3 separate regions of the Triticum aestivum genome follow, and all the other regions are linked to region 1. The links are chromatin contacts, called in public Hi-C maps. All regions are on one chromosome and are shown on one strand. The core of a region is the stretch at or near the end of the contact, and the rest is flanking DNA. Distances in the headings are between cores, read along the strand shown.

Region 1 (3,196 bases), core at 246-2,745:
ATTCTCCGAGGCCTTTCTCACCTACATGTTGACCAGAAGTAAGGCCAACAGAAAAGGCTATACCTACAGCCAATAATTACATGATAAGGGACATTTTAAATTACAACTCTAAAATGGAGGAGCCTAGACTCTTGCAATCAACTTGAACAAATGAGACACCAATTAGCTGTGAAGAAAATTAAGTGAAATATTATACAAGGAGATATCATGTAAAAGCAGTGGCTCCATGTTCTATTATTAGAAATAATCAAATAATCTACCATGACAAGAAAGGTGCGGGGAGAAAAGAACAACAAATTTATAATATATCCTCAACAGAGAGCGTAGTCCTAAGATTTAGTTAAATCAGATCCTATGGAACCATAGATGAAGAGAGAAACACAACAATACAGCACCTATACAGCTTAAACTAACAAATGTGTCCTGCATACCCTTCTGTGGAAGTGGGAAAGAGAGAAAAAAAAAACTATACTAGGAAACACCGCCACAACACTCAAATTAAGCTTCGCCTATTCCACCATTCTACTTATTACTACGCCATATCATTACCAGGTATCACATTAAAACTATAAGTACAACTAAATCCCTGTTTAGCATTGTGGTTTGCATTCAAGACTGTCGTGCATTTAGCAACTAAATCCCTTGTGGACATAGACCGTGTCCATACCTTTTCAAGCATTTAAGCGAACTATTGGACATCTTCAACATCAAGGATGCTAAACTTAAGAACTTGCATATAAAAAATGTGTGTTCATCACTATCTGCATCACGCTATTCCACAGCAAAGACTCTGCATTTTACCAGTACAAAGCGCTCGGAAGTTCTCTGCCGTCTTCGGAACTACATCAGCAAAGAGCTGCAACACCAAAGTGGGAAGCTAATCAGGCGCACGCCACCTCTGTACTCAAAGGAGAAACATGCATCACTTAGAACGATAAGATGAAGGTACACTCTTTGCAACCTCAAACGTGATTCTCTTGGCAGGTCGCCCATCGATGGATATTTCCAAGAAGACCTGAGGGTTCAGATTCTTCTTGAACTTGGCCATGATTTCCTCCCTTTCGGTTTACCTGCAGGTGTGTGGAATCATGAGAGCATCTTCAGCAACAAACATCCCAACAGAAAGAGACTGGCTGGATAGGTTGGTGCAGATCTAGTTGGGATGTGGCCAAAACTCGTGGAGATGGTCAGTGGGGTTTAACAACTAATCACTGGAGGATGGATGGCGAAAAGGGCGTACCTCGAGAAACAGTGTCCGAGGTTGCGGACGGGGTGGAAACTGCAGGCACGCGGGGAAGGCGATGGCAGCGGAGGTAGCAGCCGTAGCGGCGGCGCGTGTGAGAAGCTAAGGGGATTGGGGGTGAGGCGTCGTCGGTGACGCCACAAGCTACGGCACGGCGGCAACTCTAGGTCAGGACTCAGGAGGAAGGAGGTTGCGGACGGCAAGGTGCATATCAGGCCCCGCGAGCCCAGCAATCGGTTTCCTTCCGCGGAGTGGGCCTGAAGCTGTAGCCCACCAGTCTCGGACATCAGTAAGGCCTTGTTCGGGTCTAATCCACGCGGGTCCGCACGGACTTCCCCGCCGGGGAATAAACCCGGCCCACCCAGTTTTTTCCATTCGGTCATGTGGTATTTCCCCGGCCCAAACCTTTCCAAACCCACGCGGAAAAAACATCTCTTGCACTCCGTGGAAGCAATCCCCGAGCGAGGTGCTCGTATCGTCTCTCCGAGCGAGGCGACAGAAGCGGAAGGAGGAGGAGGCGGCGGTGAGTGGACGGCGGCGGCGACGCAACCTACGCGGAGAGGAGGGCGTCCCCCTGGTTCGACGACCGGCCACGAAGCCCTGCCGAACCCCTAACCTCCGATTGTCCCATCTCTCCCGCCGCCCCCTTGCCACAGCCAGAACCCTAGCTCTGGAGAAGTGGTTGCTGCAGGCGACGAGATCTGTGGTTAGTTCTCTTTCTCCCCCCTTCCCTCCCATTCTCTCTCTCTCTCTAGCAGCACTGATTCGCCCCCTCCATGAAAACCTAGCCGGATCTTGATCTGTCTTCCCGAATGTCAAGGTCGAGACTTTCTTGGGTTTCCTATGAACTACCATCAATTGTTATTTAGATAGGCAATGCAGTGGTTGCTTGACGGGTGTTGTCACTGCATATTGAAATGAGAAAGGAAGGTTAGCTACGTTACCCATGCTGATAAGTTAATTACACATTCATATGGGTTTTGGTTCAGTTAATTACTGAGAAGTATGTGTAGTTGCGTCAGCTAAGAAATGTGTTTTACTCATTCATCACCTAAGAACTTGTATGTTGTTGTTCATTCTTGCAGTTGTCAACATTTTAGTCTAGTCAAACTGCAACATGCAAATGAATTTTCAAATAGCATGTTCTTCTTTCTGAACATAAGATACTTCTGGTATGATCATTGGCAGATTATATAAGTTGTTCTCTTCATGTTGTGTAATCATCATATGTTGTTGATTCTTGTTCTTGATCATCTAAATATACATAGTGCAGTTTGTGTACATAACGAAAATATAGCTAAATCCGTATTTTGTCTCCATTTTCTATAGGCTAGATCCGTCGCCTAACAGCTGCAGCAAGACCCTGAATTGGGCAGCATCGTGAAGGACAAGGTAGATTAATCATGTTGTTTTAATCTTCTCCTTATTCATATTACTGTTGATTATCATTGCGTGGTCAATAGATGTGTGTTACAAACTTTTTGTTTGGTAAGCTGAGAGCTATGTTAATATTTGATATTAGTAGACATTGTAGTTGTTGAAGAATTTGAGCTTAAGTGCTACCACCTTCCTATTGACATTACTAGACATTGCAATTGTCCTTCTCTGTAGTGTTGTCCTTTCTGTTAGATGATGTTCCGATGCCGGACATCTGAACTGTTTGTTTGTACAACTTGCACTCTTACTATTTCAGTGTAGTAGTAATAACTAGCGGCATTTTTATTCTTTAGACTTAGAATGGATCCAGAAATGAGGGATCGTGTCAGGAAGAGGGAGGAGGAGGATAACAAAATGATGGTATTCGTTTTCCCTGCACTACATTTGATAAAGACCGATGGAGTTGCTCTTAGGGAGTGGAGGATTCCACGTCATACATCATCACTAACAGGCAAGATGTTTGTTAAAGAGTTACTCGAAGGGCACGTCAAAAACTGTCGAGTAGCATTTAGGATG
Region 2 (3,196 bases), core at 417-2,916, 980 kb before region 1:
TCGAGAATGACATCCAAATCCAAGTGCCCACACCGAATGGGCACCACCGAGCTCTTCATGAAGTTTGTTTGCAGCCCCGTCACCTGACCGAAACCATGTAGGATACGGGCAAGGTTTTGAATATCCTCCTTGATTGGCGCCACAAAACAGCCACATCATCCGCATATAACGAAGTCCGAAGGATGGTACCACGACCCCGGATCCTATGAAGAAGTCCACGCATCGTGGCCGAGTCAAGAAGTTGCTGTAGTGGGTCCAGTCACGAAATCTGCTAGGGAAGCCTCGCCTTTGGAGAATGTCAAGAATATACTCCCATCACACCGAGTCAAATGCTTTCCGGGATGTGAAGCTTGAATAGTATAGCGTTGGGGTCTTGTTCTTGTGGAGCCGAAGGGCAAGGTTCCTAACATGCATGAAAGTTGTCATGGATGCTCTTATTCTTGTGGAGCGTTGAGATGTTTTTTAGACGTGCAAGTTTTTTTATGTCCCTAACATGTGTTTGATTTTACTTATGGTACTAGTTCTAAGACCGGTTACTATGCATATTGCTTTTTGTACTACTAGTTTGCAGTATCCACATCCTACAATAACAAAATTCTGAAATGTAATGCTTGTTGCCTTGCTGGTCATTTCAAGTAATTTTTTTAAATATACTCAGGGGATTATCATGCTGTCCTACATATAAATTAAAATACGTTCTACTTTTATGCTGTCTTACACAAAACAAATTGCGCGCTCAAGTTTGAACAGTTCACCTAGTATGTTCGTGTAAATTTTTGTTCTGTCAGGGTTTTGTATTAAATAGCTGTTGCATCTAAATTGTTAGCTTCTGTGTTGCACTGAGCCAAGAACTCAACTAATTTCTGTCGCAGGTTCCTGCATCAGTTCGAGTTAAGAGAGAATCCGCTCTCCCTAAACCAAAACCAAAGGCGCAGCAGCAGCAGCAGCAGTCATCAGCACCATCATATTCTGCTCTGAAGCCTTCAGTAACCCCCATAAAATCTGCAGCCCAGCCTTCACCCTCAGCTTCTAAGCCACAAAGCATTGATGACTCCTACATGGCATTCCTGGAGGATATGAAGCAACTGGGTGCCCTCGATGAGTAGCTCAGCACCCAGTCCCTTCTCCCTGATGGCTGTCAGCAGCTTGGTCATGAACCTGAACCTGAACATGATTCTGTTCTTTGCATTGTGGCTTATGAATGGCTTTTCCTGCTATGATCTTAGAAACCGTTTCTGTTTTCCATGAGCAAGCATTTGAGATGTATTCCAGTTCGAAATGGGGAGACAACTATCATCAACAAATCTTTTCGTTGTTGTCATTGTGCAACACAGCCGTATCGAGTCAAACAATGGAAGCATTTGATTCAATTTTTTTTAATGGAAGCACTTGATTGGCCGCTCTAGCTAATAGGGCAACAATATCTATCCACTTGTCTGTGTAACGATCCCCTGGACGACTTGAGATAACTCTGGTTGTGGGGAACACCACTGGCAGCTTGCTGTATTTTCTTTTTTGCGGGGGCTTGCTGTATTATCTGGATTGGATGAATTAGAAACGGAAACAATAACGCCCGAACGACCAGCTTTTTATCATCTCGTCCCGAACGAGCTCAGCACCGTTGGATATTTTGTACAAATCGTAAAGCATCTTGGGACGCCACGTCATGTTTTGTCCCCGTTCGGAAAAACAGGCGTCGTCCCCGAACGCCCGCACTGCGACACCGCTCTTTATCCTTCCCCATTCCTCTTTCTCCTCTTCCTCTTCCACCCATGCCCGACCAGTCCCATCCGCCGCCGCGCGCTCCCGATCCGGAGGAGCAGCTCCTCCCACGCCCGAGCCCGCTGAACCCAGCCTAGCACCCGCGCCCACCGCCCCTGTGCAGGTCCGCCTCGTCGAAGATCCACATCGCGTCGCTGCCCGTTCAGGATCCAACCTCAACGCCTCCTGGCTAGGCTTGAGGAACGCATGCCGGGAGAGCCTCCGCCGCGCCGGTGGTAGCGGCGGCGAGGCCGACGCGCCAACGACCATTGTTCAAGGGGCCATGCAGGATGTGCTTCCGCATCACCCTCTCCTCCACTCCGACGGTGGCCTCGGACAGGGCAGGAATTGGATAACACGTCCACCACCTGATCGAGCACAACCGCAACAGAGGAGGGCCACCTCTGCCTCGTCGTGCAGGAGATGCTTCACTAGGGCTGAAGTCATTGTCTGGTTCTTCTTCCTTCTATGATTCCATTTTGATTTTTTGCCGGTAGTTCATGATGTCGTTTCTCCACAATCCTTACCGTGCTTGTGTAGAAGAACAGATCCAATTTTTCGAGAGAAACATGCTTTGTTGATCTGTTGCTGCTGCTCACGCAGGTGTCGGAGCAGGTGCTTCGTGACGGCTGGGTTTGTCTATAGGTATGTCCTTTTTGTGTTGAATTTGAGCACAACTAGTCTGGTTTGTTTTAGCCTCATTTGTTTTAGTACACGACCCGTTCCTTTGTCCAGAATCTGGGTGGAAAGGACGTTCTTTCTCCATCATATGGGCTGGTCCCAAAGAATGCAAGTTTTGGAAGATGAAACTGCTCATTAAAGGCAGGACCATTAGGGCCATCCTCAATAGGAAACAAAGGAAAGGTTTCCAGTGGGTTTCTCAGATGATCTTCTTCGCTCATAGTCTTGGTCGAATGTCATCAGGTGTAGGCACACCTTCCTCAATAGGCTTGAGAGGAGCACGAGGCTTCCTTGATTTCTCTTATACTGATTGCTTTGGGGCACTTGTCTGACTATCATTTTTGCTGCCGGAACTCCTTCAGTGGGTTTCTAACTTTCGGGCACTAGGGCCCTTTCTTTCAGTGTATTTCCTTCCGTTGGAGGCACAACGACCTCTTTCTCAGATGCTCAGGGCACAACTGGTGGAGCAATAACTTCTTGAGCCATCGGCTCAACAGATTTCTTTTCTTCCTCTTCCAATCATGGTGCAATGGAACGAGGAGCAGGATCAATATCCATCTGGGCAGGGGCATCAGATGATGTGACCTGGGTGGTTTTGTCTCTGGAAGCATTTAACTCCCCCTCATTCTTGTCAGTCTCCTCCTTATTTGAGTCGGAGGGCTCAGCTTGCATTTTTCTCGGAGGCGATGGATCTGCCTTCTCAACTTCAATTTCCTCATCAACATCATCAACATGTGCTTGCTGCTCAGGCGAG
Region 3 (3,196 bases), core at 366-2,865, 740 kb after region 1:
CTCGCGTAGGATGGGGACAAGCTGGGGATGGAGAGAAACGAACGAGGAGGTCGAGCAGTCTGTGGTGTCGCCGCAGTCGTCCTCATCCCTCGTGCGTGCTGCCGGAGAGACGATCCGCCGGAAGCTCGACTATATGTGCCCGCATCTCTTTCCTTCCTTTCCTCCGCATGTCATTTTTTGTGTCATTCTCCTCCCTTTTTTCAGAAAATGCTCTTGGAGTTGCAGCCTTTTAGGGAAGAGACTCTTCAAGAGGTGATCTATTTTACGCAAAGCTTTCCATGAACCAATTCATCTTTCTTGAGTGTTCAATAGGTATGGCTTCATTGCCCTGTCGGTGCTATTTTTGTTTGATTTGTCATGAATGATTTGAGATTGATGTGATGCTATGCAAGTCTGGAGTGTTAGACCGAGTCACATATATATAGTTTCTGGTGCTAATTTCTTGCATAATTGCATTGCTCTGTAGATTCTCTCTTGCCATTTGATACAACCATCACCACGACATTATTTGTTTGTCATGAGCTTCGACATAATTAATTAATTTTACAACTTATACATTTGTACTGTACATCCTAATTGGTAATTAGCCATGCATTTTGAGGTTATGAAAGTTGAACAATATCTCAATTTTTTAGCTGCATGAAATTTTAGGTTACATTTTTCAGATTTTTTACTAAAAAAAGGATGAAATAAGATGAGAGATGTATTTAGATCTCAAGGAAAAATATTACAGATGTTGCGTGCGTATCCAAATCACAAAAAAATTCTGATTCTATCGGATCTGATGTCTAAGTTGTTGAATTTTTATTTGATAAGAGTACAACAATAATGTAAGAAGGTTTATGCCCTGCACGGTGGACATAAAAAACCAATAGAATCACAACACTTTTATGTTTGAATTTGTTGGTACATGTAATCTAACTTACAGTTAAGGAGCTTGTGTGATGCAACCAAAAAAATCATGTAACCTCATCTTACATGGGAGCTATCTACTTGTGCAGATAACTAGATATTGTTCTTTTTATCACTATTATGGGTTTATGGTCAAATCACCTCTCTTTATTGTCTTGCCTTTTGTAGTGCTTTTGGTTAGAAGCTGCAAAATGGAAATGTGTTGGAGCTATTGACAATTTGACATCACTCAATATCTGTTCAGATATACTCAATATCTGTTCAGATATATATTTGCCTAGCCCAGGGATATTGAATGCAACATTTGGTTGAAGCTTTTGAAAGAATGGGCATACCAGTGATCCTTTTCTTGATTCTCTAAAGCATATTGTTTGGTGAGTAAAAAGTAAACATAGAAACTCCCATGTTTACTGTATTCACATTCAGTTATCCTTATTCAGAATGTCTGAATGTTATTTAATTTTGCAGATTGAGCTAGACTTGGAACGTGTCACCAAACCTGAGATCTAGAACATGTTGCTCCTAGAAGGGCCCAAATATAATCAAAATAAACATGTAGGTTTTTAGTGTTGCTGCTGTATTGTTCTGCTAGATGTTTGATGTGTGTTGCTGCGAGTTTGTGGATTGCGGGCTTCTTGGTGATGTGTGCCTGCTCGAATGGGGTGCATTGGTGGTCTGTGTGGTGGATGCAGCCATTGCTTCATGTTTGTTTTTGTATCATGATGTTCTCTTTTTGGGTGGCTTAGGTGTTGTTTAGGCTGTTGTTTCTTTGTTGGGGTAGATTTTTCAGAAATTGTTTGGTGGTGGTGGCCCTGTTGTATGTAGACCGACTATCGTGGCTTACTGGCTTGCGTTCCAGTTGCCACTGCTCAACAAGGAGAAGAATGGTAGTCCACCACGTACACGTAAATGCCTCATGCGTGGCTCTTTCAATGCATTGCTGCTCTCATCGCATTTTATATCATTCTCTGTGCTCACAGTATGCAGGAGATTCTTCCTGTCATCATGGGGCTTGAGAGAGAGGAAGGGATACATGTCGGCCTCTATGCGCATTGCGCACAAGGGTTGCTGGTCAGAATTAGTGTTTATGGGAGTCCATTCATCTGATTTTCAACAAAAGTAATTATGAGATACTCTGAGTAATGAGCTTAAATTCAATCTTTGATTTCCCTATTTCATCTGTAAAATGTTTATATTAGCTATTAGAAGTGGGTGCTGTTTATTTCATGCCTTATTTACCGTGTTCTGTCCAACTCTTTCTTTTGAGTTGGAGAAGTGAAAGGAACTAAAGAAGAAAATGGTAATTCTTGGGTCGATCTGCTATGCTTTTGTATTTGAGAGTGGCTGATAGAATCTTAGGTAGGATATAGCTACTGATTGGATGCATAAGAGAACTTTCATACTCGGTACTACATACTTTCTCCAGTTTGAATAAGTTATCTGAACAATACAATAGCTGAAATATTTGCTTGTATGTTTCTCTTTCAGGTTAGAGAGGAAGATTTTGATGTGAATTTCTGGATAAAATCCCTGATTTCTCTTACTTGGACTCAGATCACCATATGCTGAATCGGATTTCTTTAACAAGGTACTTAATGGGACACCTCGTTATTTTAGATCCTTTAACACTTGTATGTGGGTGTGCATACTTTTCAGGTTACAACTACCAGTATTTGTTTATTTTTATGACTTAATCTGTTTGTGTCATTAGAGAGTGAAATATTCTTTACTTCCCATTGTTATGTTGTGTTTTATTCTCCTAACTGATATACCATGTCTGGCTATGTACTAAGAGGTAGAACAATTTTATCTAGAGGAGCTGTGCATTCACAGGTTCTATTTTTCTTTACTCATGTCCCTGGATTTATATGTCAGTATGTAACAAAAGATCTAAATGAGTGGCGAAGCCATAATATTTTGCGGTTGACGAAGCACTTTTAAATTGCTTCCCCACAAACGGATCGAAGGTCCAAAGCCACGGGTCCTTCCCTTTGTGAATTTGTTATGCTTTTGGGTGTAGCCATACTATTTCGGGTGCGGGCATGTAACAAATTCAGTAAGATTGATTTATGTGTACATAGGTTCTGCTATAGTTCTGTAAGATCAATATATTTTCTCACAAAGAAAATTCCAGGTTTGAAAAAAGGCAAGTGGAAAATTGTCACCACTTCAGCAACTGCCGTGTATGTTTTCTCAGAAAGAAACTTTAAGGAGGAGGATGTAGGAACTATTTGAACCTGCTTGTACGATAATGGCTTTTCTTGCCATTTTGATCCTGCTACCT

Evidence for each region. A called contact is a pair of places that touch in the nucleus more often than the background predicts.
Region 2: a contact with region 1 is called in a Hi-C map of leaf, with 8 times the contacts expected there. The contact joins the promoter of LOC123055765 here to the promoter of LOC123052764 in region 1. A contact is called at or near these places in 2 of 5 Hi-C or Micro-C datasets (both in leaf).
Region 3: a contact with region 1 is called in a Hi-C map of leaf, with 5 times the contacts expected there. The contact joins the promoter of LOC123052766 here to the promoter of LOC123052764 in region 1. A contact is called at or near these places in 2 of 5 Hi-C or Micro-C datasets (both in leaf).

Annotation. Positions count from the first base shown.
Region 1 is chr2D:279,600,762-279,603,957 of IWGSC CS RefSeq v2.1, forward strand. It overlaps LOC123052764 (peptidyl-prolyl cis-trans isomerase CYP63), which reads right to left and starts at 1,496. Exons shown (of 14, transcript XM_044476099.1): 1 at 1,241-1,496; 2 at 962-1,070; 3 at 802-856. The coding sequence starts at 1,048.
Region 2 is chr2D:278,623,082-278,626,277 of IWGSC CS RefSeq v2.1, forward strand. LOC123055765 reads left to right here and starts at 1,667. Exons shown (of 3, transcript XM_044479636.1): 1 at 1,667-2,214; 2 at 2,365-2,406; 3 at 2,497-2,657. The coding sequence starts at 1,667. The coding sequence ends at 2,581. LOC123052763 (protein EARLY FLOWERING 5) reads left to right here. Exons shown (of 9, transcript XM_044476097.1): 9 at 873-1,423. The coding sequence ends at 1,106.
Region 3 is chr2D:280,341,232-280,344,427 of IWGSC CS RefSeq v2.1, forward strand. LOC123052766 (cell division control protein 6 homolog) reads left to right here and starts at 1,616. Exons shown (of 5, transcript XM_044476101.1): 1 at 1,616-2,031; 2 at 2,401-2,500. The coding sequence starts at 2,475.